Regions from separate parts of the Mus musculus genome. Here all the other regions are linked to region 4. A link is a contact called in public HiCAR-type and promoter capture Hi-C data. All regions are on one chromosome and are shown on one strand. Each heading gives the region's core, a stretch centred on a gene start, on an enhancer-like site or on the middle of the called end of the contact. The rest is flanking DNA. Distances are from core to core; before and after follow the strand shown. Region 1 overlaps Auts2 (autism susceptibility candidate 2). Region 2 overlaps Auts2 (autism susceptibility candidate 2). Region 3 holds the start of 4930563F08Rik (RIKEN cDNA 4930563F08 gene). Region 4 holds the start of Castor2 (cytosolic arginine sensor for mTORC1 subunit 2). Region 5 overlaps Auts2 (autism susceptibility candidate 2). Region 6 overlaps Auts2 (autism susceptibility candidate 2).

Region 1 (4,445 bases), core at 335-2,834, 2.2 Mb after region 4:
TTTATCCCTGACTCCCTCAAAGAGTGCATTTTGACCTAGAAGGGTATGCCAGATTAACCCTTTCCTTCCCTAAGTTGCTTTTGGTCAGAGTGTTTTATCACAGGCTCAGAAAGAAATAGGAATAATTGTCGCTATCAGCGAAGTCCACATATACATCTGAGATCAGGAACCTGTAGAATACACTTGTCTAGTGTGAGCTCTCTGCAGTGATCTGTCTCCTGGTCTCCACATATACTTCTGTGGTAAGTCAGCTGTGGTCAGTCACCTCCTTTCATTGTAAAATGTCAGTCGTGTAGCAAAGGGCCCTTCATTATTCAGATAGATTCTCCAGACTTTGTATCCCTCATGTGAGCAGGGTTGAGCTTGTTCTCCACATCCAATAGGGTATCTCTGTGTCTTGAGTGACCAATAGGAATATTTGCATCTCTCAAACTGTATGTTTAGTGGTTGCGGAGCTGAAGAGAAACAGCATTTCCCAAGTATTTGATCATCCTGGGGCCCTCAATTATTTCATTGTGGTTTAAAGGGAGTCAGCTCCCATTCTTTTAAAACTTGATTACCTTTCCATTCCTTTCTGGCAAACAAACAGCAGCTGTTTCTCATTGACAGCGGTTCCACCAGTGAACAGTCCCAGAAACTGACACTATTAACTGTCCTGCTTAAAGGAGGACTCTGACTCACATGTGATCCCGCCGGTGTCCAAAGTGTAATATTTAATTGCATTTTCTTAATCTTTACCACTGTATTGCTAAGCTTTCTAATACCTTCAAAATACCAAATCTCAGGCTTATCCTAATTAAAGAATCTCGATTTAATCCATATTGCATGACAATTCAATTTGTTGATTGCTTTTTCTCCCCCCCTCTTTGTGAAATTCCCGTCAAATGTATTAATTCAACATGATGAATCCTGTATTCAACCCACTGGAGTGAATAATTAAAATTAGCTGATAAAACTTTCAGCAGAATTACTTTGTGAAATTGCTGAACAGATGTGTCATTTTAATGAAAATCCACAGACAAGCTCCTTCTCCCCCTCGGCAGGATAAAAATATTATCCCCTCGGCACACACTTAATTTGGTGGTAAATACACTCGGAGCGATTGCTGGAAGGGAAGAGAAAGCAACTTGTCACACTTAGTAACTTGATTTTTCCCCAGCATGCAGTAACAGCCATCTACAGTAATTCATAGTGCTCTATTGTTGCTGCAAGTCCCAAAGAGAACTTATTAAAATGCAATAATCTCCTATTTAAACAGAAACAATAACCATTAAATTTCCTGTGGATCCAAAATTGAGCACAAGCCCCATCTGGTAAGAGTGATTAGAGGCCTGATGAGGGAATTTAATTTGCAACATTCAAAGACTAAATCGGAGCAGATCTTGTCACCTGGGACTCCAGTGCTGCTTGCTGTCTTCTTAAAAAATCTCAACCTAAACTGAAAATGGAACTCAGGAGTGAAAATGTTACCCAGGGGCCGCCCAGACAGGATCGCGTTTCATTTTGTCTCCAGCAGGCCTTCTGAGCTGAGGGGATTTCACTGCTGTCTGCCCCAGCTTCCTTCCTAAGGTTTTTTGACAGGCCTAGCAAGGGGCTGTAGTTTCCCGGGAATGCCCTTTGCTTCTGTAACATGGCCAGCCCCCACTGGGCCTGGCCTGCCTGCCCCCTCCCTTCTCCCTCTTGTCTTTCAGCTTCCTCCTCCTCCCCTTCAGTCTTCTTGGGAACTCACCTTCTTATTTAAAGCACTAGGCCTTCAGCAGGCTTCTTTGAACAAGCTCTTTGTCTGGTGGTACCTATTCCATCTGGAGTCTGGAAAGCCTGCCTTTTTTGGAATTTGTTACTGTTTTAATTTAAGAGCTTGAGGGTTTGGAGTGATGATGATTCAGCAGTTAAGAGCATGTACTACTCTTCCAGAGGGCCCAGGTTCAGTTCACAGCACCCATATTAGGTAGTGCAGAACAGCTTGTAACTCTAGCTTCAGGGAATCCAACACCTCTAGCATCCATTGGCGTGTGTGTGTGTGTGTGTGTGTGTGTGTGTGTGTGTGTTTACATGCACACACACACTGGTTTAGGAGTCCTTGCACTCCTGTCACACAGTCCCAGGACACACCTGTTGATCATCAATGAGTAGACACTCCTGTAAGGTCTTTTCTGGTCACAGTCAAGCTCTGTAGTAATGCTGAGATGACTGGATGCAGAGAGGAGGAAACCTGTGAGATCAGAGCCCTGCTTCTTCCTTGCTAGTTGATACTTGGTTTCCTTTAGTCAGACAAAAACTCTGCTTTATGACTTGGATGTCTTAATTTTTTCCCTCTCCTGGGATCTTTGTTTCTTTAAACATCCCTCGTACACTCCTTGTGAACTCTTCCAAAACTGCCTCTCTCAGCCAGTGTTCTCTCCTCCCTCTCTTGCTCCTTTTCCTCCCTGTGACTTGGGGCAGGCCACATCATTCCCAGGTCGATCCCAGTACTTACTGTAGCCTACTCTTTGTTTTTTGTTTGAATGACATTTATTTATATCTGTGCATTCTTGCCACAGTACTCTTCTGGAGGTCAGAGGGCAACTTGTGGAAGCGAATCTGTCCTGTGGTGATGCTGAGGATTGACCTGAGGTCACCAGACCTGGCAGCAAAGCAAGTGTCTTTTTCTGTTGGAGCACCTTAATGGCATTGTTTTAGTTTTTTGAGACAGGGCCTCCTGTAACTGAGCTAGCCTCAGAGTTCTATTGTGCATGAAGAGGACCTTGAACCTTAGATTCTCCTGCTGAGAATATAAGCGAGCATCACCATCTCCTCCCCCTCATCCGGCCTTTGAGATCATGGTCTTCAGGTCTTTGGCTGAGAAGCCCTGTCTATCTCCTTCTCCCCTCCCTTTAAATGCTTATAGAGCTAATCCTATCAATTAATATCCAGGGGTGAGTGGGAAAGCCCATCCCATGAACTTTTCAAGAATATGTAAGGCAGTGCACAGAAGAAGGAGGTGGTGTTGAGAAGTTCGAGGCACGTCACCATGTCTGTGTGTATACATATGAGAAAGTGTGTCACTGGGGCAGGAACCAGAGAATTGCTGAGTGTTGCCATCAAAACCATGAGTAGGTGACTGGCGAGTGTAAACTCTCACAGGTTGCCTGAGCTAGCTTGTGACCTTGCCCTAGAATCTCACAGGCACAGATGACAAGGAGTGCAGACTGGTGTGGTGTTGCTAGAGATGCAGACTTAATGTAAAGCAGCTGCCCGGTGAGTGGCCCAGGCTTTGATGTCGGGTGCATCTGATGGTGAAAGTTCCTTCACTCTCGGGAGTCTGACTTCCTCAGGTTGTAAAGCAGTGTCTAATCACACCTTTATCATATGGTTTCTGCTGGGCTTTTTTAACTCGCTTGCCATATGGAAGAGATAGGTAAATTACAGCCATGCACTGGGAGTCTTGAGTATAACAGAGGTAATGAATCAAATACAGAACAAAGCCGGGAGAACTTTGCCTCACCCACCCACCACCCCGCCATGAAGTATTCCTTAGATACTGCCAGAAACACTTCTTTTCTTTTATTTATTTATTTTCCTTTTTTCCTGTGTTCACGCATCATGAGCATGAACGTGGAGACCTCTGGTTGATGTTAGAAATTGCTCACGTCATTTACTGAGACCCAGTCTCTCAGTCAAACTCAGAGCGTGCATATGTGTCTCTCTAGTCAAAGGATCCCATCTCTGTCTTCTGGGACTGGAATTACAGACGTTTCCCCTCCTCCCAACCCAGGAGCCACCGACCATTGACTTAGGTTTGGGGAGGTGGACAGATAGGATCTCTGGTCCTAACACTTGCATGGCAAACATTTGAGCCCTGTCCTAGGTTCCTCTTTTATTTCTGAGGTAGGGTCTTGATATATAGTCCAGGCAAGCCTCAAACTGTCCTAAGATCTGCATTGTGATGCAGTTCACCTCTTTCCCAAAATGTCTCAGCAGTATTTTCTTCCTGAGATACACCAAGTCTTTTTTCTTTTTTTTTTTTTTTTTTTTTTTTTTTTAAAGATTTATTTATTGATTATATGTAAGTACACTGTAGCTGTCTTCAGACACTCCAGAAGAGGGAGTCAGATCTTGTTGGGGATGGTTGTGAGCCACCATGTGGTTGCTGGGATTTGAACTCTGGACCTTCGGAAGAGCAGTCGGGTGCTCTTACCCACTGAGCCATCTCGCCAGCCCCCAAGTCTTTTTTCATATCTACATAAGATGCTGGGGATACAGATCAGGAGTACAGAGCCTGCCTAGAATCCACCAGTGAATGGCTGGGACATAGCTCAGCGGTAAAGTGCCTACCTAGGATTACATGGTGAAAGGACTGGAGAGTTGTCTTAGTACACCCATCAGGGCACTCACAACTGCCTGTCTTTGTTTTAGACAACACTAACAGCTACACATTCTTTCTCTTCCTCTGCCCCCATCCCCAA
Region 2 (4,108 bases), core at 922-3,421, 2.1 Mb after region 4:
TCTCTATTGCTTATAAAAATAAATAAAAAAGTAAAATTTTAAATGATGATGTGCTATTGGTGCTTCACTATTTCCAAATAAAAATGGGTTCACTATCAGATGAATACCCATCAATATATTTAATATCTCTGTAATGTTTTGAGTCACTTAAAAAGCAAAGATGTGAAGTTCAAGTGAGTGCACTACAAAATTATGGTAAAAAATTTTTATTTCATTGAAATATTAAGTTTGATCAAAGAAATAAAAATAAGATGTAATATGAAGTAGTAATAATTCTCAATTATGTATTTGTACCTATGAGTATTACAAAAGTAGATTTAAAATGACTAGGCATATTACACTTACTACAGCAGATCTGGGAAGATCCACCAGTTTTTATTAAATTAACATTTTTGCTGTAGTCTTGCTTGCCCAGGTGTACCTACATAACATAAATTTGAGTTTGTAAAATGCTTCTCAGTTGGCTTTTGTAAGCAGTTATTTTAATTAAGTGTATCAGTGCTCCTTTCTGAGAATTTGAGGGTTAGTGTGTGTGAGAACTTTCACTTTGTAAGCTTAGCAGAACAACACTCCTTCCAGTTTCAGAGGCTTTCTAATTCAGTCCTTCATATCATGTAATGGATATTAGATAGGTGGTTCAGTGGTTAAGAGCACTTGCCAGTCTTGCAGAAGACCTGAGTTCAGTTCCCAGCGTCCACTTCAGCTGTGTCACAACCACCATTACCTCCAGTTCCAGGGGCATCTGATATCCTCTTCCTGTCTCTGTAGGGACACATACCCACACACAGACACATACTCATTGTTAAAAATAATAAATGTTTTAAAAATTCATCATGTGTAGTTAGCAAAACACTGTATAAATGCACTGAGAACGGCTTTCCTGGGTTACCAAGCCTCTGGCGGGCAACTGAAGAATCACAGTCACGGGTTGGAAATGGACACCGAAACACAAAAATCTTTTATCAGATCAGGCTGCCAAGAGCCGTTCTCCTTTATACTGTTCTTGAGTAATTGTGCTCAAAACAGGCAATTGGAATAGCAACAACACAAGGAGTGAAGCCAGGGTTTCTCTTTGTGTTAGGGTTTTAAGTATCAGATATTTATACTTAACCCATTTTTTGCTTCTTATTCGATATTTTCTTTATCTACATTTCAAATGTTACGTTCTTAGTGTTTGTCGTTAGCACCATCAGACTATGATGAAGTCAGATGCCTGCCAGCCCGCCTTTGCTTTATATTCTGTGACTGAATGAATATCCAAAGCATTGTTGGAAGGCAGCAGCTGACTCCTACGTGTTGTCCTCTGACCTCCACACATGTGCAAATGCCCTTTTAGCACCTTAGTCCCCCAACATACGTATTCCAAACAAATGATATCCTGGGTTCTATCTCTGTTGGTAGAGTACCTGCCTAGCATAGGCGAAGGCCTGGGTTCTGTCCCTAGCACTACATAAAGCTAGCTTGATGGTTCACACCTGTAGTACCAGCCATGCAAGTACTAGAATGCAAAACTACACATCATGATTTATGAAACTGAAGCCATCATATCATAAATGAAGCCAGTCAAGCAGGCTATACATCACAAGATGAAAACTGTAGAAGCAATACCCCTGGCACATGCTTTGACCAGGTCACCGTTGACTGTGGTGGTGTACAGCAGTGTAGAGAACAGACTGTGCGAACTGGAAAACAAGTATGGACTCCATGAGCAGGTACCTCTCTCCATAGTATTCGTACTTTTTTTAAAGCTGACATCCACATGGTCTCAAGCGAGAGTCTTCACACGTTCAAGACACTAGATTCAGGTAGTGAAGGACAGTGTGGCCTGAAAGGAATTAAACAGGTTTGGTGACGAGCCATGTTTGTCCTTGTCTGCCTTGATGGAGTTTTAAGCCCCAGCAAGATAAGGAGGAGCCCAATGATTCCGGTTATTGCCTGTGTTTGTAGAAGACTGAGAATCTTTGTTGTGGCTTCAGACTGAAATGACCCTCAAAGCCTCATGTATTTGAGTGTTTGATTTCCAGTTCATAGCTCTGTTTGCAGGTTATGCGACCATTAGAAGGTGCAGCCTTGCTGAAGGAAATGTATTACTAGGGGTTGTGTGGTCTGTGCAAACTATACAGAGTTCGTATTTGAGTTTGTATAGGATGACATCACTTCCTGTTCTCTCGCTTTCCTTCCTGATCTGTGGGTGAAGTCTCATCGGCCAGTTTCCTGACCACCATGCTGGCCTCATGCTCCTCCTACTGTGTCTTCTCCACCCTAATGAACTATGCCCCTTTTCCGATTTTAAACCAAAATAATATTTTTCTTTTCCTACTTGATTTCTCTTAGAGCGTTTTACCATAGTGACAGGAAAGTAACTGATACAATATGGTAATCACGGAGAGATTCAAATGGTTGTAGTTACTAGACAGAGCTAAGTAACTGTCTCTTGCATTTATGCAGACTCCCCACAGCCCTGAGGAAGAACCAACCATCTCCAGATAGCACGATGCACACACACACACACACACACACACATGCACTTACTCATGCATGCATGCACAAACACATTACTACTGATACAGATGTCAGTATTCCCAGAAAGAGAGTTCAAAAGATATTATGACTGTATTCCACGTATTCAAAAATATCAGTTGAATAAGACTAAAATTAAGCTTATAGCAAAAAACTACACATAGTGTAACAGGAAGAATACAAGAAGTTGACAGCAGGCTATACTATGTCACAGGTTGGTGACCATGGAGACAGTGACTGCTCAGCAGTAGGAAGTGTGCTGAGTGAATCACTGAGACAAACTTCTTTTTAATGGGCAGAACATCCGTGAACTTCCTTTAACCAAATAATATATAGTTGGAAAAGTCAAAGAAAAAAGAATACCTAGAAAAGTAATATCTGAAAAATTTCCAAATTTTGTACAAACCATGAATCCATATATTCAAGCACAAGAATCAAAGAAAGAATTACATTTAAGATTCTAAAAGATGATTAGAAAGAGAAAATTATAAATAGTTATGTGTTATTTAAAAAAAAAAATCTATGACGACTAGGCTGGTGGTATATACCTTCACTCCTTGAACTCAGGAAGCAGAGGCAGGTAGGTGTGAGAGCCTAGAGTCAGCCTGGTCCAGGACAGGGTGGGCTATAGAAAGAAATGTTGCCTTAATAAAAACAAAAATAAAATAAAAAAAATAAAATAGGGCAGTTGTGGTGATGCATGCCTTTAATGTCAGTACTCCGGAGGCAGAAGCAGATAGATCTCTGGGAACTAAAGGCCAACTTGTCTACATAGCAAGTTCCAGGCCCACTGGGTCTAAATAGGAAGACTTTGCCTCAAGTGAAACAAACAAACAAACAAACAAACAAAACTTGAAAACTCAGGAGACTGAGTTGTCTAGCATATGTATAACCCCAGGTCTGAGCCCCAGCACTGGAAGGAGCAGGAGTTTTACCTGGCACCTCCAGCTTGATTGACTGTTGCTTTAGGCCAGGGCAAGGTGGGACGGGGGCAACTGGGTGTTGTGAGAACTGCTTACTACAAGCTGGCATCAAAGTGAAGAGACAAGAGGAAATGGGGACAAAGGTTTGTTTTTCCCGGGCACACCTATAATATTCCAGTTTTTCAAGCTAGGCTCAGGTTGCCTCCACTTGAATCCATCTATGAATCTACCTGTGAACTAAGTCAGTACCCTCTCACATCTCATTAGAGGGCAACAAGCCTTCCAATGAAGTTTCCATTTCAGAGTCAAACAGTAACATGTACAGGGAGTGCATCTCTCCAGGGACAGTGGCAAGAGAGGTAAGTGATAATGTCACCTAGAGCTCTGAATATTCATCTGATAAGAGAAAACTCATCAGAGAAAGGGAAAAAGGGAGCAAGGGAATCTTAATGTCTGGTAATAAGAAAACACAATCCTCTTTCCCAAGTGAGCAGAAGATTTAAGTGCTAGTCCACTGAGAAGATAACAGAGTCAAGTAAGCCTGCCATTAAGTAGTTCAAGAAACACAAGTGAGAGGCATTGCATACCTATAAAATCACCTAACGGTTATTCCCTGTAAGCAGTGTTGGTGAAGATACTGAGGAATTAGAGCTGTTCCACACTAC
Region 3 (4,173 bases), core at 1,474-3,973, 2.2 Mb after region 4:
AGGCACTGCCCTCACATCCACATAGTAAAAAGAAAAACAAAACAAACAAACAAATAAACAAACAAAACAAACACGTGTCACAGAGAAAATGGGGCGTTAAACTCTCATATGTTGACTGAATTGCGATGGAGAAAAGATTTTCATAATGCCCCACTTCTCCCATCTGTGTATGAAGTGTTGGGAGTCTTGAGTTCCCCCGTAGCACTCTGGGTATTGACTGCATGAATTAAGGAAGAGCGATTTTGGTGATGGGAAGGCTTCTTGTCTATAGGAGGTAGAAGAAGACCCAGCAACGACAGAAGGATGCAAACGGCTCTGCCAGAAAGTGTTCAGAGGCGAGACACAGCCTCCATTCTCATTAAAGCATTATACTGCTACTTTAGGCACTGACTACACATTTGTTTTATGTGTGGCTATGTTGTACCTATTGAGGCTGTGTTGGTGCTGCTGGGACCAGAGTGGGCGTTTTATACACCGTGTCTTCTCAAGCAAGATGGAAAGGGCTTATAAAAGCTGTTTCCAAGGAGTAAACGGATGTTTTAAAAATTTATGAAACAAGTGTCCACTTAGGATTTCATTTGAGTTTTACAAAACACTCCTGCTTGAGTCTTGCCGTGTCAGCACAAGATTCTGGGATTGAAATAAATAAAACCTGGAAGAATATAATAATGCTTTCTTTTTAAGTCTTTAAATGATGCATCAAGTTGCCGGGGAAGGGAGTGTCAAGGCCTAAGTGATCCCTTCCTACTGTCTATTAAATGGAGAAAAGAAAGGTTTAATTATTAAGAATTCATCTTTTGAATAAACAGAAGGATCTGGGAGGTAAGGGGGTCTGGGAGGTGCATCCACAAAAGCTAATGACCAGCTCTTCTCTTTTAATGAAACGGAGATTGAGGAGGAGGCCAACACAAGCATTACCAGCCTCCCACCCCCTCTTCTTCTGTGGGAGTTTCCCACCCCTATAAAGTTGGTGAGAATTAAAGATAAATAAATATCTGAGCTTGAATGTACTGTCAAGAGATGAGAAATGGGAGGTTAGGCAGCCCCATGGACATTATAGGGGTCTTCTGTTGTGTTTGCTTTGGTGAAGATAAAATAGGATGTCTGCTGAGGTCTGTCTGTGTGTGGAGGAGAGAAAACCTGGGGTGTGTGTGTGTGTGTGTGTGTGTGTGTGTGTGTGTGTGTGTGTGTGCCTGTCTGTGTGTCTGTGTCTGTCTGTGGAGGAGAGAAAACCTGGTGTGTGTGTCTGTCTGTCTCTCTGTGTATGTGTCTGTCTGTCTGTGTCTCTGTGTGTGTTTCCTGTCTGTCTGTCTGTCTGTCTGTCTATCTGTGTGTGTGTGTGTGTGTGTGTGTGTGTGTGTGTCTCTGTGTGTCTGTGTGTCTGTGTGTGTCTGTGTCTGTAGAGACATACATGTACATCAGGGTGCTTGTATGTGGATGCCCAGTGGTCAATGTTGGGTTTCTTTTTCCATCACTCTCTGCCTTTTTTTAAAAGACAGGATCTCTCACTGAACCTGAAGCTCACTAATTCAGCTAATCTAGCTAGCCATGGGGCTCCAGGAATCTACCTGTCCCTCCCTTCCCAGGGCTGAACTTACGAAGACCCCTGTGCTTTTCATGTGGATTTTGGAATCTAAAGTGAGGTATTTGTGCTTGCACAGCAAAACACTTTACTGGCTGAGCTATCTCCCCCTACACAGTGTATATTTTAGCTTATATTTACTCTTTTTAGTTTCTTTCAAACCCCAGACTCTCAACACCTGAGGACCAAATGAATGAAATGAACTTGAGGGTGGTTTTGGAAGCAAGTTCCCAGCTGACTGTGAAATGTTACACTGTGGTGCCCTTACAGGTCCACTCTTTCAGTCTGAGGAGAGGACTTTTGTACACTTACCTTGTAGAGCTGGTATCTGACGGGGAAAGCTAGAGAAAAGTGAATAAATGCATTTTTAAAACTTAGATCTTACTCAGCCCATCTACCAAATTAGCTGAACCTGGCTCATTAAGACTTGCTTAGCCATGAGTCTTATCTCTGTCCAGGAGCACCTTCCTCACATATTAACCTTTCATCCTTTATGTCGGGAGAGTGATCTGTTTCTCTTTATTGTTTTTACTATCTACTTGTAATCAAGCAGAAACTCTGCCCTGGGTATCTGTGTTCAGTTGATTCAAATCACCCATTAAACTGCCCCCCAGAATCCATGACGGTAGAAAAGAATAGTGTCCCCCATTTATGTGTGGACACATGCACGTGTCATTCATATGCAGTGAACATTTCTACATACAACTATAGAGACCAAGGATCAATTTTGGCTGTCATTGCTCAAGCACTATCCAGCCTCGTTTTTAGACGAGTTCTCTCACTTGCATGGAACTCACTGAATAGCCTAGACTCGTGGATGGCTAGGGATCCTCCAGCCCTGCTCCATCTCTCCCAGCAGAGAGCACACACCACACCTGATTTTTTTTTTTTTTATATGTGGGTTCTGGAGATCAGACTCAGGTCCTTGTGCTAATGCACCAAGCACATTAACTTCTTAACCATCTTCCTAGCTCCCAAAGAACATTCTTCACTCAGTACCCGCTCAAGCTTGGTGTCTTTACAATCCTGTCTAAAAGGAGGAAAGGTTTTAAAAACCGGAGAGTGCTGGCACAGAGAACCAAAATACTTGCTGTGCAAACCTGAAGACTTTAGTTCAGTTGCTGAAACCCACATAGTTGAGAAGAATTGTTGCCATGGAGTTGATACTCATGCTGTTGCCATGGAGTTGAGTTCCATATTCATGCTATGGCATGTTCTTCACACTCATGCATGTGTGCATGCCCATGTACAGACACACACACACCACAAAAAAAATTAAATTAAAAAATGAGAGACATACGTAGCCTTAACTTTCCTCTTGACAAAACTTGTCTTAATTGAGTAATGGCCTAGCTGAGACTGCCCTGTCAGCATGTCTTTGGGACATTGTCTTGATTTTTAACTGTTGAAGGAGGACCCAGTCCACCATAGGCAGCTCCAGGGCAGGTATTTCTGAACTGTGTATGAATTCTAGCTGAGCATAAGCCAGGAGAGGGAACAGGTAGAAGTCCTCCATGGATTGTGCTCCAAGCTCCTGCTCGAGTTCTAACCTGAATATGTGAGTCAGATAGACCCTGCCCTGCCCTTAGTTCCTTCTGGTCAGAGTATTTTTATCATAGAAACAGAAAAGAAACCAGAGCATATGGAAAACACCCAGTGAACTCTCACATGGAGTGCATGGTAAACAGTAGCTATCATTAGTACTTCTACAGTCTTACCCTTTAAACTTGTAGACATATCTCCTGGGCTCAAGCTGCATCATGAACAGATGGGCAACACACAGGGTAGACACTGATACTGGCTAACAACGGATGGTTAATGAAAGGTTGTATTGACAGATTAGCCTGTTCCTAAGCAAGGAATAGATTATGGGTCTCAGTCTAGCCTTTGCATTCTGGGAGTCTGTGAGGCTGAACTCCAAGGTTATAGGAAGCGGAGGCACATGTGGTGCCTGGAGCAGTCTTGTTTTTAATAGTTTGTACCTATGGAAAATAATTCTGAGGCAGCTGTTGCCGTGTGCTGGGTCCACACATTTCGCAGAGTACTTTCCTCTTTTCATCCTCAGGGCTAACTTTCGTTTTTTTCTACGTGAATCATCTTCCTTTGGTTTAATTCCAAGCATAGGTTCCATATGGAGTGTTCTAGCAACAATCCCCTGGGTTGAGCCAATTGGATTCCCCATTAAAACCAGAGTTTGACTCAATCCTCCAGAAACTGCACATGGAAGATACTTCTCAGGGAAGAGTGAGGCGCCATACTGCTAATACTGAGCTGAGAGGAACACCAGATGTCTGTGGATACATGAGAGCACATCTGTGATGCCGTGGTTCTACGGTTAGGTCAGCATAAGGCAACCAAGAGGGCATAGATGGCCCATGGAGTAAAGTCCTTTAGTTGCCTATTTTGTGTCAGTTTGCATCCGGGCCTGCTTACACCCATGACGTGGAACTGAAAGACTGAAGGATTGGATGAAGACAGTGGCCGACGTGGAGGCAGAAGGAAGAGGTTCAGGAAATGTGGTGAATCTGGTGTCTCATGGGAGACAGTGCCAGACGGTTTCACTGTCTGCAGATAAATTAAAAGGGGGCATA
Region 4 (4,451 bases), core at 974-3,473:
CAGTATGAGCTTGTCTCTGGGCCTCAATTTGAGACCTTCAACTTGGACCCTGGGAGTGACATATGAGGGATGCTCATACACACACAAAAAGGCCAGACCCTTCACCAAGGCACAGGGAACAGACAGAGCCAGCCTTTCTCTTGTCTTTCTAAAAAGAGAAAGAAAAAAAATGAAAAGTTCCCCTAAAAGCCCTCTTTTCTCCAGCCTGAGAAAGAAAGGAGGAACCAGGAGGTTGTCAGGGGCTGTTGAGGCCAGAGGTTGGCAATCTGGTACCTCCAGCTTCTGAGTCCTGGGGATTGCCTGGAGAGTGGGCAGAGAGCGAGCGAGTGGATACAGGATTAGAAGGTGGTGACAGAGGGGCTTCTTGCACTTGGGGGGTGGGGAGGGAAGCGTGCTCAGAACCTGAGCTGTTAGCTTTGTTTTCAAATGACCTGTTTAATGATTTACCTGGGGCCATCCAAGGAGCAAGGGGCTCCTCGGACAAGGGAGGTAAGGACTCCAAACCTCTGGTCCCCGCAGATATGACAGCTCTCAGAGAAGAAAGTAAACACTGGCAAAGCTACCTAGCTGGCTTCATCTGCTAAACAATAGCCCTGACCAAGCTCAGAAATAGCCCTGTCCAAGTCAGATCCCTAAGGCAAGAACTTTTAACAGGCCCTTCCCCCTGAGCCCAACTGGTAGGAGACAAGACAGCAAGGCAGGGGAAGGAGGGAGGGGTCTGTGTTTGCTGTTCATTTAACTTAATCTTGACCCATAACGTATCCATTCCTTTGGCAAGGAGGTAAGAGCATCCTCGCTTTAAATCCCCCTCCCCCCCTCCCCCCAAACCAGACCCATCATAATGGTAAGTGAATGGTAAGGGGTTTGAGTCAATGGTAGCTTGCTCCAATTCCCACTGCATAAGGGGAAATGGGCAATGAAAAGAAAAGGTAGTCTGACTAATCTAACAGGAGTTTATGAAGTCAAACACATCCAGCAACGGGAAAAAAAAAAAATCTAAGATTAAAAAAAAATATTTTTTTTCTTCTTTTTCTTCTTACCTCCCAAGGCCTTCCACTATTTTTCTCCCCCTGGAACATCCAAGCCCAGGTTCCAGGCAGATCCATCAACACGTCTGCTCCTCCCCTTCCATGGTTCAAAATCCCCCCCCCCCCCCACTTCGCTGGACCCCCAAAGAGAAAAGAAATCAGCGACCCTGGCCCTGCTGCCCCTCCCCCGCTGCCTGCACCTCTTCTCCCCTCGCAGGCACCTGGAGATAAACATCTACTAATGATTTTATGATATTTCTGTTCTGGGGTAGACCGACCTCAGCGCCATCCCTCCCCGCTTGCCAATGGCTACAGGGGGGCCGGCCCAACTGGGAGGAGGGTAGTGGTGGTGGTGGTGGTGGTGGATGGATGGGGGGATGGGGCGTGTTTAGTTTGTAAATTTCCTCCTCCAGATCCCCACACCTGTTTTTCATTCATTCATTCGTTCATTCATTCATTCACGGATGCATCATAGAGGCCATTTAGGGAGGTTACTCGGGATCTCGGGGAAGGGACTGAGACGGGAGGGGGGGGTGTTGGGTGTTGGTGGCAGCAGTTGGAGGCGCAGTGGGGTGGGGGCTTCTGGGTGGAGGGGACCCCCACTAGAGAGCACAGGGGTGGCTTTGTCCGATGCAGGAGAATGGCAGAGATTAGGGGGGGATGAAGTTGTTTTGCACTGCGTCCCCCCGGGGTGCGCCTCTTTGTCTGTCCCGGGGCTGGTACCATGAGCCCCCCCCGACACCCCCCCCCCCCGTCAGCCATCCCCTCGCCCCTTACTCTCTTTCTCTCACCTGGTCTTGGAAGACAGGAAGGCAAGTTTGATGAGGCCGTAGGTGAAGAGCGGGATACTCTCCTTGGCGACGCTGGCAACTTGCAGCCGGTGTTCCAGAATGTGCAGTTCCATCGTCCGCCCAGGGCTCCTCCACGGCGGATCATCCGCGGTGGCCCGAGTTGGGGGGGGGGGGACGGGGACGAGCCGCGGCCCCCGCCCCCTGTGCGCCCCAAGCCGTGGGGCAACCGGCCCAGGGAAGGGGGCCCGGAGCTCGATGCCGGGTTGATTCGTACTCGAGCCAGAAAAAGGAAGCTTGGCAAGTTGCAAAAAAAGGAGGCCTGGGGAGGACCTGCGGGGTGCAGCAAGCTACGGGGTGGACAAGCAAACAGCGCCCGGCTGAGCGCGGCGCCCGGCGCAGCAGCAGCTGGTGTTCGCTGTAACAAACAACTTGCCACTCAAACGCCGGGCCCGTGATGCGCAGGCGCCAGCCGGGAGGCCACGCAATGCCAATCGGGATTTGTAGTCCGCGCGCGCGCTTTTACGCGGCCCTCCCCCCAACCCCCCGGACTACTCCAGCTTGCTGATGTCAAGCCAGGGGGGCTGGGCTGCTGCGCCACGGTGCCCTGGGAATGCAAGATTTCGGGGTTCCCCAGGGACACAGAGGAACCCGATGGGACATATAGGGAATTTGGAGCGGATTTAAGCTTAGATGCATGCTCTTTAATCGCTCAAACTCAGGATTAGGTACTTTCTTTGGGGTGTCAATCGAGAACCCCTTTCCTCAACAAGCAACTCCAGCGTTGGAAAAGGCCTGATCCTGCCAGAGGAGAGATTTAGAGGAATCGGTGATTGTCGTTCAGGGAAGGAAAGCAAAAGAAGAGTTGGGTTAGATAGAGAAGGGTGCCGGCTTCCTTGGAAAAGGGTGCTGGGGGCTGAATGAGAGCACGCAGGCAGGGGGAGGGGGGCGCTCAGAGGGAGAGCTGCGCGGCCTTCCAGGCAGAAGGAACACCGTGTCCAAACGCACAGAAGCGTGAAAGCCCCCACGGTACTGTGTTTGGCTTTGTTGCTGCGGAAAATGTGAGGGAGGATAGAGATAAGGCAGGCACGGGAACCAGGACCCGGGTCTCCGGGATCATGGGTGCAAAGCTGCTGAAGTAACTGTGGATCTGGGAGGGTGGAGGGGTAAGGGGGAGCGGGAGGGGGTTACCGGGGTGAGGTGGAGAGCGGAACTGAATCTGAATGAGAGTTATCCTTAGTGTTTCTAACCCCAGGCTTGAGTGCTGTATGGGGGACCTGTTTAGCAAATATTCTGCCCGCCCCTCCCGCCCCTCTCCCTTTCATGGCTGACTAGGTTTTGAAATCCTCTAGGTTAAAGTTACTGACTAGTGCTTTTGCCCTTTGGCAGAGTGCTTTGACGTTGTGGTGGGTCAAGTCTACCTGACGAGGCGAACAGGGAACTCTTCGGGGAGAAAATCCTGCCTGTCAATCTCATATTCTCAGTTCCCTTCTATCAGATGGGGGCTTATTGTGCTGCCTCATACCCACTAAAGGGCGTGAAACCCAGAATTCTCACTATGTCTTTTAATGTAGTTAAAGATTGGGCCTTCGAGATGGCTCAGTGGGTAAAGACGCTGCCAAGTTTGCTGACCTGAGTTCGATCTTCTGGACCTTGGAAGGAGAGAATGGAACCCTGCAGGTTGTTCCTCTGATTTGTACATGCGTGCACACACGTAATTTCAATAAATAACTGATAGCTCTATTTTTCTTTTGTTTTGAGACAGAGTCTCGTTTATCTCATGTTATCCTTCATCAAGTCTATCTATAGTTGAAGATAACCTTGAACTTCTGATCTTTTCGCCTCCATTTCGGTTGCCTGTACAGAGCCACATCTGGTTTATGCTGTGGTGGGGATGGAACCCAGAGCTTTGTACATAGTAGGCAGACAGTCTTAACACTCAAGTACTCCCAGCCTTCTTTTTCTTTACTTTTAACTAAAAACTTAATAGAAAAAAACCCCATAATTTTGTGTATATAGGTGTTTTCCCTGTATGTATGTATGCATGTATGTATGTATGTATGAATGTGTGTGTCACAAGCATGCTTGGTGCCCAGGGCACTCAGAAGACAGTGTCAGACCCTCTTGAACTGGAGTTAGTTACAGGTGATTATGAGCTACTCTGTGAGTGCTGGGAATTTTACCCCAGATCCTCTGGAAGAGCAGCCAATGCTCTTAACCATTGAGCTACACTAACTTTTATTTACTCTAAAAATTTGTTTTTATTTTTATTTGTGTTTCTGTGTCTCTGTGTGTATATGTTGTGTCTGTGTTGGGAATATGTGTGCCCTAGAAGGCCAGAAGAAGGTATTAGATCCCAGGGATCTGGAATGACAGATGGTCATGAGTTCCTTGTCATGGCTGCTGAGAACTGAACTCAGGTCCTCTCTTAGCCACCAAGGCATCCATCCAGTCCTTATTTTTTGTTTTCTGAAAATTTGGATACTGGTTTTCCTGTAGCCCAAGTTAGACCCGAACTCTTGATTTTCCTGCTCCTACCTCCCAAGTTCTTGGATTGAGGGTGTGCCTCTACCACACCTGACAGACCATGCAGAAACTGTTTCAAGCTGGGAATTTAGCCAGTGGTAGAGTGCTT
Region 5 (4,612 bases), core at 971-3,470, 2.0 Mb after region 4:
AGGCCTAAGCTGCCCCACATGGATGCTAGCAACCAAAATCTGGTCTTCTGGAAGAGCTGTAAGCGTTCTTAACCACAAAACTCTATTTCCAGCCCTTATACTCAGGATTTTCAAATTTCTTACCTTACCCTTGTCAGTGATGTGAGGGATAAATTATCTTCCAGCTGTAGATGGTGACCTCTTTATTGGGGGGGGGGGCATTCAGTGGCACAGCCAAGTTCTCAGGTCTGAGCCAGCACCGAGCTTATTAAAAGTCGATCTGGTGTTTTCCAGTGTTGGGTTCATATGAAGGCTCTTGTCTCTTGCTGAGAGAGATAGTGATCTACTCTTACTCAGTCCTGTAATTTGCTATGGTGATATACAATGGACAGTCAAGAGCCTTAAATATGGTCTGCTGTCTCTCAAGTTGAGGGTATTATTTTCTTAATCTTATTAATATTTTGTCACAGTTAGAACAAACTCAATGGGGCAGCAGTCAGATCTCCCAAATTATAAGAGCATGCCAGTTGTATGTTCTTAACTAAGAAGATGGTGTTTTAAAAACATCATCTCCCCAAAACAATTTAAAAAAAAAAAAAACCTTTCCCCTTTTAATAACTGTTCTTGGAGAGATGAATGGCAGTCTGTGCCGCAGCTCACACCTCTCACATTAGGCATATTTCAGCCATAAACTTAATTATGACAGGAATTTTCAAACGACTCCACCTTTTTCCCTCTCCTGCACTCAGTCTGAGAGGGATACCACACTCTATTTCTGAGCTGATAAAAATCCTCTTTCTGAAAGCATTTATTATATTACAGCCTCACATGAGCCGAGCTCTATCCTCACCCTGCGTTAAGTGTCTGCGGTAGATTTCATTACAACCATATACTGGAAGTCCTGCCAGTATCCTGGCAGCAGAGTCCTAGTGGAAAATAAATGGCAATAAAAAAGAGAAATGATAGCCTGTGTGAGCGACGAGGAGCACAGCTTTATTGAGACTGGACAACCCCAGAGTAGTGACTTGGCATGCAAACACGAGCTTAAGAGAGAGTGAGTGAAAGTTGATATTGGAATAACGACTCCGCAGCCCAGACATGGGAATAATTTAATTAATTGCACTGAAATTTCTTTGATGAATAGTTATGCGGTGCTAAGCGTGGGGTCGAACAACAGAATGAGTCTCAGCTTTTTAATGGGCTAGCGCAGCTGCAGCTTTGGATGCCTTCCCACTTTATTTTTGCCTGCAGCTCTCCACAGCTCATCCGTGTCTCTCCAGCTAAGCGCGCCGCTCCCGGAGCTCCCTCTCCATGCATTCTGCAGAATTCTGCAGAGCCAGAGCCAGAGCCAGAGCAAGATGACTGAGTGCATTTGGCCGAGGGAAGCCACTGGCTGGTGACTGCTTTGAAATGAAAACCAGATCAAAAGGGGAGGGGCGGGGGCTGAGGGGGGCTGGCAAAAATTGTCGGTTGGTTTTTCTCGGGATGGAAACCTGCGCCTCATCACCCCACCCTCCTCAAATCTCTAGGATGCTTTTACAGAGTCTTTGCTGTTAAGTTGTATAAAGATTTTAATAAAAATGTCTTGTCCCTGGAGAAGGAGGCCGGCTTTTGTTGTCAGAGAGCTGGAGGGAAAAGAGCAGTGCGGCCCAGCTGGAGCTGGGGCATTAATCCCAGGATTCCTAGCCGGTATTTTCAGACAGATCAATTACTTACGGCTGTAACCAATCTCTCTCCGCTCCCTCGCTGTGCTGAGCTCGCTTGGCAGACTTGGCAGCTGACATAACCTTCCAACTTGACAGGACCGCAGCTGCCAATCTCTTTGGGGTCTGCTGGCCCCTCCATCTTTGAGGTTATACAAATGAGCCGTTAAATAAAAATCAAAAGTCAAAAGTTATGGGTGGTAACTTCTTCATGGCTCAGTCACACCCACAGATCCAGGCAACAGTTCTAGATGGACTCAGAATAAATAAATAAAAAGTCAAGATGAACGATCCCGCTGTGTCGCTTTCTTCACTGTGATGGCCAGCCCTCTATAAGAGAGAAAAAATCTCTCTCCAGAGTGAAGAAATTATCCACAGTGGATGCATTTCTTATCAGCTTCTAGGTTGAAAGATGAACTCCAAAGTGGAGAGGAAGGAGATTAGGAGGAGACAAGAAGGGCAGATACAGGTGAGCCGTGTCTAATGCTTTTCACACCGGGTGAGTCACCCGTCTTCAGCTGCTAGGCCGCCTGGGCTCAAGGCCAAGAGATGTCAGATCAGAAAAGAAGTGACCCTCGCTAACACACAGGTGGTGTAGAACATGTACTCTGTTTATAGAGTGTTTCAGCATGAGAATATAGCACTTCTGTGACAGAGCAAAATTGATGGTCTCTGAAGACTGCCCCCAGAATTTATTTAGTGTCGGCAGGTCTCAGTCCTTCTGAACTGGGCCCTTCACAGCTGTGTCAAGCCCACACAGCCCTCCTAGAGGAAGTACTTAGGGGCCAGATACAGGAAACCTTAGGGTCCCTTTGTGATTTCACTCACTAGACGCACAGATGTGCAGCTCCATCTTTTCAGAAGGTCTCAGGTAGCTAAAGCCGGACTTGAACTTTCTGTGTAGGCAAGGATGATTCTCAACCTCTGACCCTCACCTTTGACCCTCTTTTCTCTTTTTTTCTTACTCTTGTTGTTGAGGTGGGTTTATGTGGTGCTGGGAATGGAACCTCATGCATGCCAAGCAAACACTACCATATAGCTCTGGCCTTTTCTCCCTGTCCTTGTCCTCCTCCTTCCCCCACCTCTCCTTTTCCTTTGTGCTTCCATGACTCCCACCTCTCTCTTGTAGTATTCTGTGAAGACTTCTAATTCTCCCTTCAACAGCTACCATGGAAACTTTCAAGATAAGTAGGAGGAAATGTGGCCCTGGACACAGCAGAAATGGTTTTGTGTGTGTCCTAGGGAAGCATGCATATTCCCCTATCCCCTCTGTGTCTGTCTGTCAGTTACATATTGCTCCATGTTTCAGAAACCTTCTGTTATGTGGGACACATTACTGGTGTCCCTTTGGAAGAGGTATTCATGAACCCTGTTAACAATTAAGCAAGTCTGTCCCTGCTGGCACAGGCTGGTAAACACTATCTCCTGTGGGCTTTTATTTCTTTGGATAGATTCTAACAAGGCAAAAGAAACACAAAGAACACAATTTGTTTCATTTGAATGTTTCAAACCTGAGTCTATTCCCCTGTTCTTTCTCGGATCTCCTGCACATCCCCAAAGGAGTGCTATATACCACAGGTGAGGAGGCGTGCTGGCATCCCACCTCAGCCCTTTGCTTCAGACACTGCTTGTGGACCTGCATTTTGTGATGATTGGTTAAGCAGTGTGGAAAAGTGTCACTGGTAGCCGTGCATGACAGTACCCCATCCTCAGAGCTTGCCAGCAATTGAAACTTTTAGAGAGAGTCAGGAATAAAGGGGAGGTGAGATTTACAGTGAGCTCAAGTTGCTTTTTTTTCCTCCTTGGAATGTTGCCTGCCTTATTAGGAGTTCTTTAGTGAGACAAAATGCAGTGGTAGCTTAGCGAAATTATGGCTCCTTTCCAACTGCCTGGGGGGAAGGAAGGGGCTTAGGAGTCTGTAAGCCTTCTCCCCTGGTTGCAGTTAGGAAAGCCAGTTGACAGTGTAATAGGCTTTTGAAAGTGGGTGCAATGGTTTGTGCGTTCTGTTTGATGTTGCAAATACCAAGCCCCCAGGGAGATCTACAAAGAGGATATTCTGTTCTTAGGGAAAAGAGATTAACCTGAAACGTGAACGGAAAAGCTTCCCCAGTTCTCAACAAGTTAGGTACAGCAAAGGAACCCTCCTGTGCACTGCGGCAGAGACAGCATCTGGCTTGCTGCCTGCTGTACACAGGCAGCGGGCTGGGCAAATAATTTTTAATGATTTTGATTCATGAAAGGTGATTGCCAGTAATCGTAAAAGGATTAGATTGCAGATTAGGGATATGTTTGCTCATATATGTTCATGCACCTACGACTTTCTTTGCAGGCATGTGCAGAATCACATACTCAACACCATCTTACAATTGTGTGCATTTTCTGGAACCTGCCTTAAGTTCCCTTTATTCCTGATCAGGGTCATGTTACAGATCCATTAGGTGAGAGCTGTAATTTAGGAGATATACTGTGCCAGTTCACTTGGGAAGCCAGAGCCAGACACGGGACTGTGTACATTCATTCAACAGACATTTTAAAGCATGTACTCTTTTCCAGCACTCTGGTAGGCACTGCAGGAGATCAGCCTTAAAAGAAAAAGAGATGGCCAGCAGGAAGTCTCAGCAGGGAAAGAAAGAACTTGCCGCCTAATGTCATGATCTGAGTTTGATCTCCAGAGTCCACAGGGTACAAGGAGAGAACAGCCACTTGAAAGTTGTTTTCTGACCCTGTGTATGTGCATCTTGAAGTGAATGCGACATTTCCCTCTTATCAGAAATAAATTCGATAAAAATAGTTTTGTTTTGTTTTTTAAAAAAGAGAGACAAGAAAAGTACTCTTTGCTGTGCTGGAGGGAGAGGCAAGAACAAGTAAAACTAATTATCCGCCTACAAGTTTCACATTGTCCTGTGTTCAACAAGAACTTACTGTGTTCC
Region 6 (4,109 bases), core at 1,162-3,661, 2.1 Mb after region 4:
CCTTGAAGGTGATTTTGTACTCATCTGTGAGTTTTCGAATGCATGGATAATAATGAATGTGCTTATGCCTAACAGTCACTGAGTTTACCTTTCTGAACTTAAGTCAGGCAACAAGCCTTACTGTTCACTACCAGGCTTTCAAGTTACTGTTATTAGTGTGATTTTGAGACATGGTCTCATGTAGCCCAGACTTATCTCAAACTTGGTCTGTAGCTGGGATGACTTTGAATCTTCCTGCCTCCACCTTCTGCTAGGATTACAGGCATGTGCCATCAGGCCTAGCTTACGCTATGGTTCTGGGGCTGGAAGACAGAGCTTCACACATACTGGCCAGGTGTGCTCCGAGGTTAAGTACACCCCCAGTCCATGTAGTGTATGTTTTATTCACGAAATACTGCTTCTCAGGAAAGGCACAGCTTGTAGCCAATGAGGGAACAGAATCTTAAACAAATGTGAGATCCTGATCTGTCCTGCTGTAACAGAAAAGTCCTTTTTCCTTGATGGATCATGCCTATGACGTATGAGCCATGAGATTAAACTTCCCGCACATGACCCTTCTCTGGCCAGAAGAGACGCTTTCGTTGCAGTTCAGTCTGTCTGTTCTCTTTTCCTACTCTTTGTCCTTGACTTCTTCAGGCCATTGCTGTGACTGACTGACCTTCTAGAGTGAACATCAGTCCCATTTCCATCTCGTATCCTATGAAAATGAATTTGCTCTAAAAGGTGAATGTCCCTGAGGTACCTACCCATTGGGCACTGAGACTGCATCCCAAGAACATTTTAAGAGGATTGCGAACGGTACAACCGTTCAGATACCATGTAATGATAAATCTCTTCTGGAGGAAAATTTGCCTTTAATATAGCCACAACACAGAGAGTTTCCCATCCTAGCCCCTTGGGGGTCCCTCACCGTTACCAGCATGGTATTTGCTACTGCAGTAAGGACAGAGATTTTGATGGAAAGTCGATCTGCTTTCATTGCAGTAGAAGAGCTTAGACGGCTAAATTCTTATTATTTATCTATATCTGAAGGTACAGAATGGACTCTTTACTCATTCTCACGAAGTCCTAATGTATCTTGTCCATGTAGCAAAATCTAGGGATAGGGACCACCTCTGCAGCTTGGGGCAGCACCGGGGTTCTCTGAGACTCATCGTTTCTTATGACTCAGTTTTGGCAGACATGGCCTCTCACCATCTCCCCTTCCTGCCTGGCCTTTGCTTCTGTTTACCTTGGCCAGGCCTTAGGCTCAGCCAGACGCCACCGTATGCTGCTCTCATCTCAAGCAGCCCCGTCATCTTCTTGAAGTATGTCATGGCTCTGAAAAAGCTGGAGGTAAACCTTGCGTGACTAAGGTTGGCTGCATCCTGCCAGATATGGACAAGTGGAGAGAAAGCCTGGACATGACTGTAACTCCTTCATGTCGATGGTTCTTTTAGGCCCCAAAACATGCGTGTTGGTCGCCATTGTGGGGCAAGAGATGGGGTCCTTTAGGAGCCATGGGTATCCAGAGAGAAAGCTACACTGAGCATTTTAAAAGCTATATGCCATCACTTTCTTGGTCATCCCTGGTGGTATAACTTGCTGTCTTGGGAAACAGAGGAGGTGCTAAAACCCATGTCAGGCTTCCTGTGAGCATGTGGATTAGTGTGTGTACACATGTTCACATGTGTTCATGTTCTTCTTGGGAGGGGGTTCCACTACTCACTTTTTTTTTTTTAAACAAAATCTTTCATTGGCCACATTTCCTATGTCGGCTGTCCCCTGGCTCCAACTAGCCCAGGGAGCCGCTTGTCTCTACTTCCTCTATGCTGGTGATTAATACCATATCTAGCTATTTTATACATGGTTTCTGAGCATTATGCACATGTCCTCATGCTTACAAAGCAGGCACTTTATTGATGGATCCATCTCCCCAACCCCCATGTGCATATTTTTTTTTAATCTCACATTAATTTGGCAGAGGTTTGCTACAAATCTTAAGCTTGCCTTTCCACAGCTCTGAAAACGACCTGTCTTCTTGGCCCGTGGACTCACCTTGTGCAGTAGAATTTGTTCAGAAACAGAAATCGGAGACAGGAACTTAGCAGAACAAAGGAACCTTTCTTATGAAAGTCGATCTCTGAGTTTAGTCTGCCTTTTTTTTTTTTTTTTTTTTTTTGCTCTAGAGGGAATGGCATGCCCTCAAAACCAGCTCTGCCCAGCTTGTTACCAAGTTTGGCATATAATTCTCATGGCAAATGCTGGGATTAATGCTGCGGTTGGGCAAGAAGAGTCTGTCATGGTGGCATTTATCTCCTTTCAGACTCCTTCAGATGCAGCTTTTGTAAAAATTTTCTAGGGTGGGTAGCGGTCAGAGGAACTGGAGCACCAAGACCAGGCTGTCGCTACCAGGAAAGAAGCGCCGAAGCCACCGCAACGCACTATACAAAAGGAGGCTTTCTTCACTCCTCTGGTCCATGTGGTTAGCATAGAAATAGTTTATTGTGAGAGTCTCTCAGCCACAGGTCTTTCTAAAACATAATTGTACCCTCCAGGGAAACCAAAATAAATACCAGCCTAATAAACTTCAGATTCTCAAAAATAAGTTATCCGATTGCATTTCTGTAGCTGAAGAAAAACATCAGGGGTTGGCACGAGTTTCTCACTCTGCTTTGAATTATTTCCCAAGCTGCCCTGTCGCAGCTCAGCCCTAAAATGGAAGAAAATACTTTATCATTCGAAGAATAACAAACAGAGTAGGAAAGTACAGGTCTTCGGAAGAGAGGCAGGAGTGAATTCTTGTCCACAACTTCTGGTTTTCTCAGAGTAAGATGGCTCCGTCAACAGTCATTTGTAGCCGGCGTTAATGGAGTTTGTCTTCTAGTAGAAGATTCCACACAGGCTTCCCTGAAATTGTAACACTAGCCCTGAATTGCTCGTCCTTGTGCACCGCCTTTGCAGTTTTGCTAATCCTTTGGTTCCTGGGTTGGACCTCAATTGCAGCCTATGTTCTGCCTTCAGCTGCACAAATGTGGTGGGTGTTGTTCCAATTTCAGTTTCTCACAGCTGACTACTTGAATTTATCTTCTGCCTTCTCAGTTTGCATCTGTTGTTACTGTCTTGTCCAGTTTTCTTCACCGTGGCTACCCCCATGGTGCCTTTGACTAGCCAAGATTTTATTTGATTTGTCTATTTTATTATTTTTTTTCTTGTATTCAGGTGTCTGTGTGCATGCGTATAAGTATATTTATCTGGTGCCCTCCAGAGCCAGAAGAAGGCATCAATTCCCTGAAGTCGGAATTACAGGCAGTACTGAGTCTCCTAACGTGAGTGCTGGAAACCAAACTCATATCCTTTGCAAGAGCAGCAAGTACTCCTCACCTCTGAGCCATGTCTCCAGCCTCTATTTGATCATTTTTAAATGCATTGTTAGATAGTAAGGAAAAGAGACATCATGAACAGCCATGTAGCTCCCAGCTTGAAGAGTGATAATGTTCTCAGTGGCCTTGTATCTGTGGCATTTATAGGTACACCTCCTCCTCACAGCTCAGGGGTGTGTTGGTATTTGGGACAAGGTTCTGTGGTTCTTTATAATTTTTTTCACATAGAGAACAAATGATATGTAATTTGTTTATATCATGAAAAACTGACCTCTACCCAATGTAGTTTTTATTTGGTTAGTTGGTTTGTGTGTGTGTGTGTATGTGTTTGATTTTGTCCTATTTTGTTTTTCTGGCTTTCAGTTAATTGTGTCTCAGGCAGCCCTCCTGAGCAAGAACCGAATCACCTCAGTGTGGGATCGGTTGGAGTAAAACTGACTTTTCTAAAATATTTTTCTTCACTTTTAAACGGTGGTAAATGGATGACTTTTGGTTGTAGTTCACTTGGTAAAGTGTGTGTGTGTGTGTGTGTGTGTGTGTGTGTGTGTTTGTGTGTGCCTAGCACAAAGCCCTGAGTTCAGTTCCCAGAACTACATAAGTTGGGAATGGTGAGTCACTCATGTCATACCAACACTTGGAAGCTGGAGACATGAGGACAGAGAATCCAAGGTTATCCTTGCCTATGAGGTAAATTCAAGGCCAGCCTTGGCTAGATGAGACCCTATCCTCCATTTTTTTTAAGAGCAC

What was found. Promoter capture Hi-C pulls out the DNA fragments that hold promoters and counts their contacts. HiCAR-type assays count read pairs that join an accessible place to other places.
Region 1: a contact with region 4 is called in a HiCAR-type map of astrocytes, with 8 times the contacts expected there. The contact joins the enhancer-like site here to the promoter of Castor2 in region 4. A contact is called at or near these places in 4 of 39 promoter capture datasets (the C10 cell line, frontonasal cranial neural crest, hippocampal neurons and 1 more), 5 of 115 datasets of contacts at active chromatin or transcription factors (astrocytes, embryonic forebrain, embryonic limb bud and 2 more) and 1 of 9 other capture datasets (embryonic tail).
Region 2: a contact with region 4 is called in a promoter capture Hi-C map of the HPC-7 cell line, with 9 times the contacts expected there. The contact joins the enhancer-like site here to the promoter of Castor2 in region 4. A contact is called at or near these places in 7 of 39 promoter capture datasets (the HPC-7 cell line, cranial neural crest, frontonasal cranial neural crest and 4 more) and 3 of 115 datasets of contacts at active chromatin or transcription factors (astrocytes, embryonic forebrain and stem cell-derived neural progenitor cells).
Region 3: a contact with region 4 is called in a promoter capture Hi-C map of hippocampal neurons, with 11 times the contacts expected there. The contact joins the promoter of 4930563F08Rik here to the promoter of Castor2 in region 4. A contact is called at or near these places in 2 of 39 promoter capture datasets (cranial neural crest and hippocampal neurons) and 3 of 115 datasets of contacts at active chromatin or transcription factors (astrocytes, embryonic forebrain and forebrain).
Region 5: a contact with region 4 is called in a promoter capture Hi-C map of frontonasal cranial neural crest, with 10 times the contacts expected there. The contact joins the enhancer-like site here to the promoter of Castor2 in region 4. A contact is called at or near these places in 7 of 39 promoter capture datasets (the C10 cell line, the HPC-7 cell line, cranial neural crest and 4 more) and 2 of 115 datasets of contacts at active chromatin or transcription factors (astrocytes and embryonic forebrain).
Region 6: a contact with region 4 is called in a HiCAR-type map of astrocytes, with 8 times the contacts expected there. The contact joins the enhancer-like site here to the promoter of Castor2 in region 4. A contact is called at or near these places in 6 of 39 promoter capture datasets (the C10 cell line, cranial neural crest, frontonasal cranial neural crest and 3 more) and 2 of 115 datasets of contacts at active chromatin or transcription factors (astrocytes and embryonic forebrain).

The regions. Positions count from the first base shown.
Region 1 is chr5:131,945,785-131,950,229 of GRCm38.p6, reverse strand. The region is part of intron 4 of Auts2 (autism susceptibility candidate 2); the gene reads left to right. Among named protein-coding and RNA genes, the nearest start is that of 4930563F08Rik, 68 kb to the right of the region's middle. Within about 2 kb of position 1,584, at least 27 of the 459 cell types and tissues checked have an H3K27ac peak or open chromatin away from gene starts, as enhancers often do.
Region 2 is chr5:132,014,369-132,018,476 of GRCm38.p6, reverse strand. All of the region lies in intron 4 of Auts2 (autism susceptibility candidate 2), which reads left to right. Among named protein-coding and RNA genes, the nearest start is that of 4930563F08Rik, 140 kb to the right of the region's middle. Within about 2 kb of position 2,171, at least 2 of the 459 cell types and tissues checked have an H3K27ac peak or open chromatin away from gene starts, as enhancers often do. A contact at or near this core is called in the HPC-7 cell line, where this site is marked.
Region 3 is chr5:131,878,819-131,882,991 of GRCm38.p6, reverse strand. It overlaps 4930563F08Rik (RIKEN cDNA 4930563F08 gene), which reads right to left and starts at 2,723. Exons shown (of 3, transcript NR_040704.1): 1 at 2,683-2,723; 2 at 1,895-1,923. All of the region lies in intron 4 of Auts2 (autism susceptibility candidate 2), which reads left to right.
Region 4 is chr5:134,097,520-134,101,970 of GRCm38.p6, reverse strand. Castor2 (cytosolic arginine sensor for mTORC1 subunit 2) reads right to left here and starts at 2,223. Exons shown (of 9, transcript NM_030719.3): 1 at 1,820-2,223. The coding sequence starts at 1,932. It overlaps Gm15627 (predicted gene 15627), which reads left to right and starts at 2,330. Exons shown (of 2, transcript NR_166664.1): 1 at 2,330-2,845; 2 at 3,206-3,559.
Region 5 is chr5:132,071,534-132,076,145 of GRCm38.p6, reverse strand. All of the region lies in intron 2 of Auts2 (autism susceptibility candidate 2), which reads left to right. Among named protein-coding and RNA genes, the nearest start is that of 4930563F08Rik, 190 kb to the right of the region's middle. Within about 2 kb of position 2,220, at least 98 of the 459 cell types and tissues checked have an H3K27ac peak or open chromatin away from gene starts, as enhancers often do. A contact at or near this core is called in hippocampal neurons, where this site is marked.
Region 6 is chr5:131,991,338-131,995,446 of GRCm38.p6, reverse strand. All of the region lies in intron 4 of Auts2 (autism susceptibility candidate 2), which reads left to right. Among named protein-coding and RNA genes, the nearest start is that of 4930563F08Rik, 110 kb to the right of the region's middle. Within about 2 kb of position 2,411, at least 29 of the 459 cell types and tissues checked have an H3K27ac peak or open chromatin away from gene starts, as enhancers often do.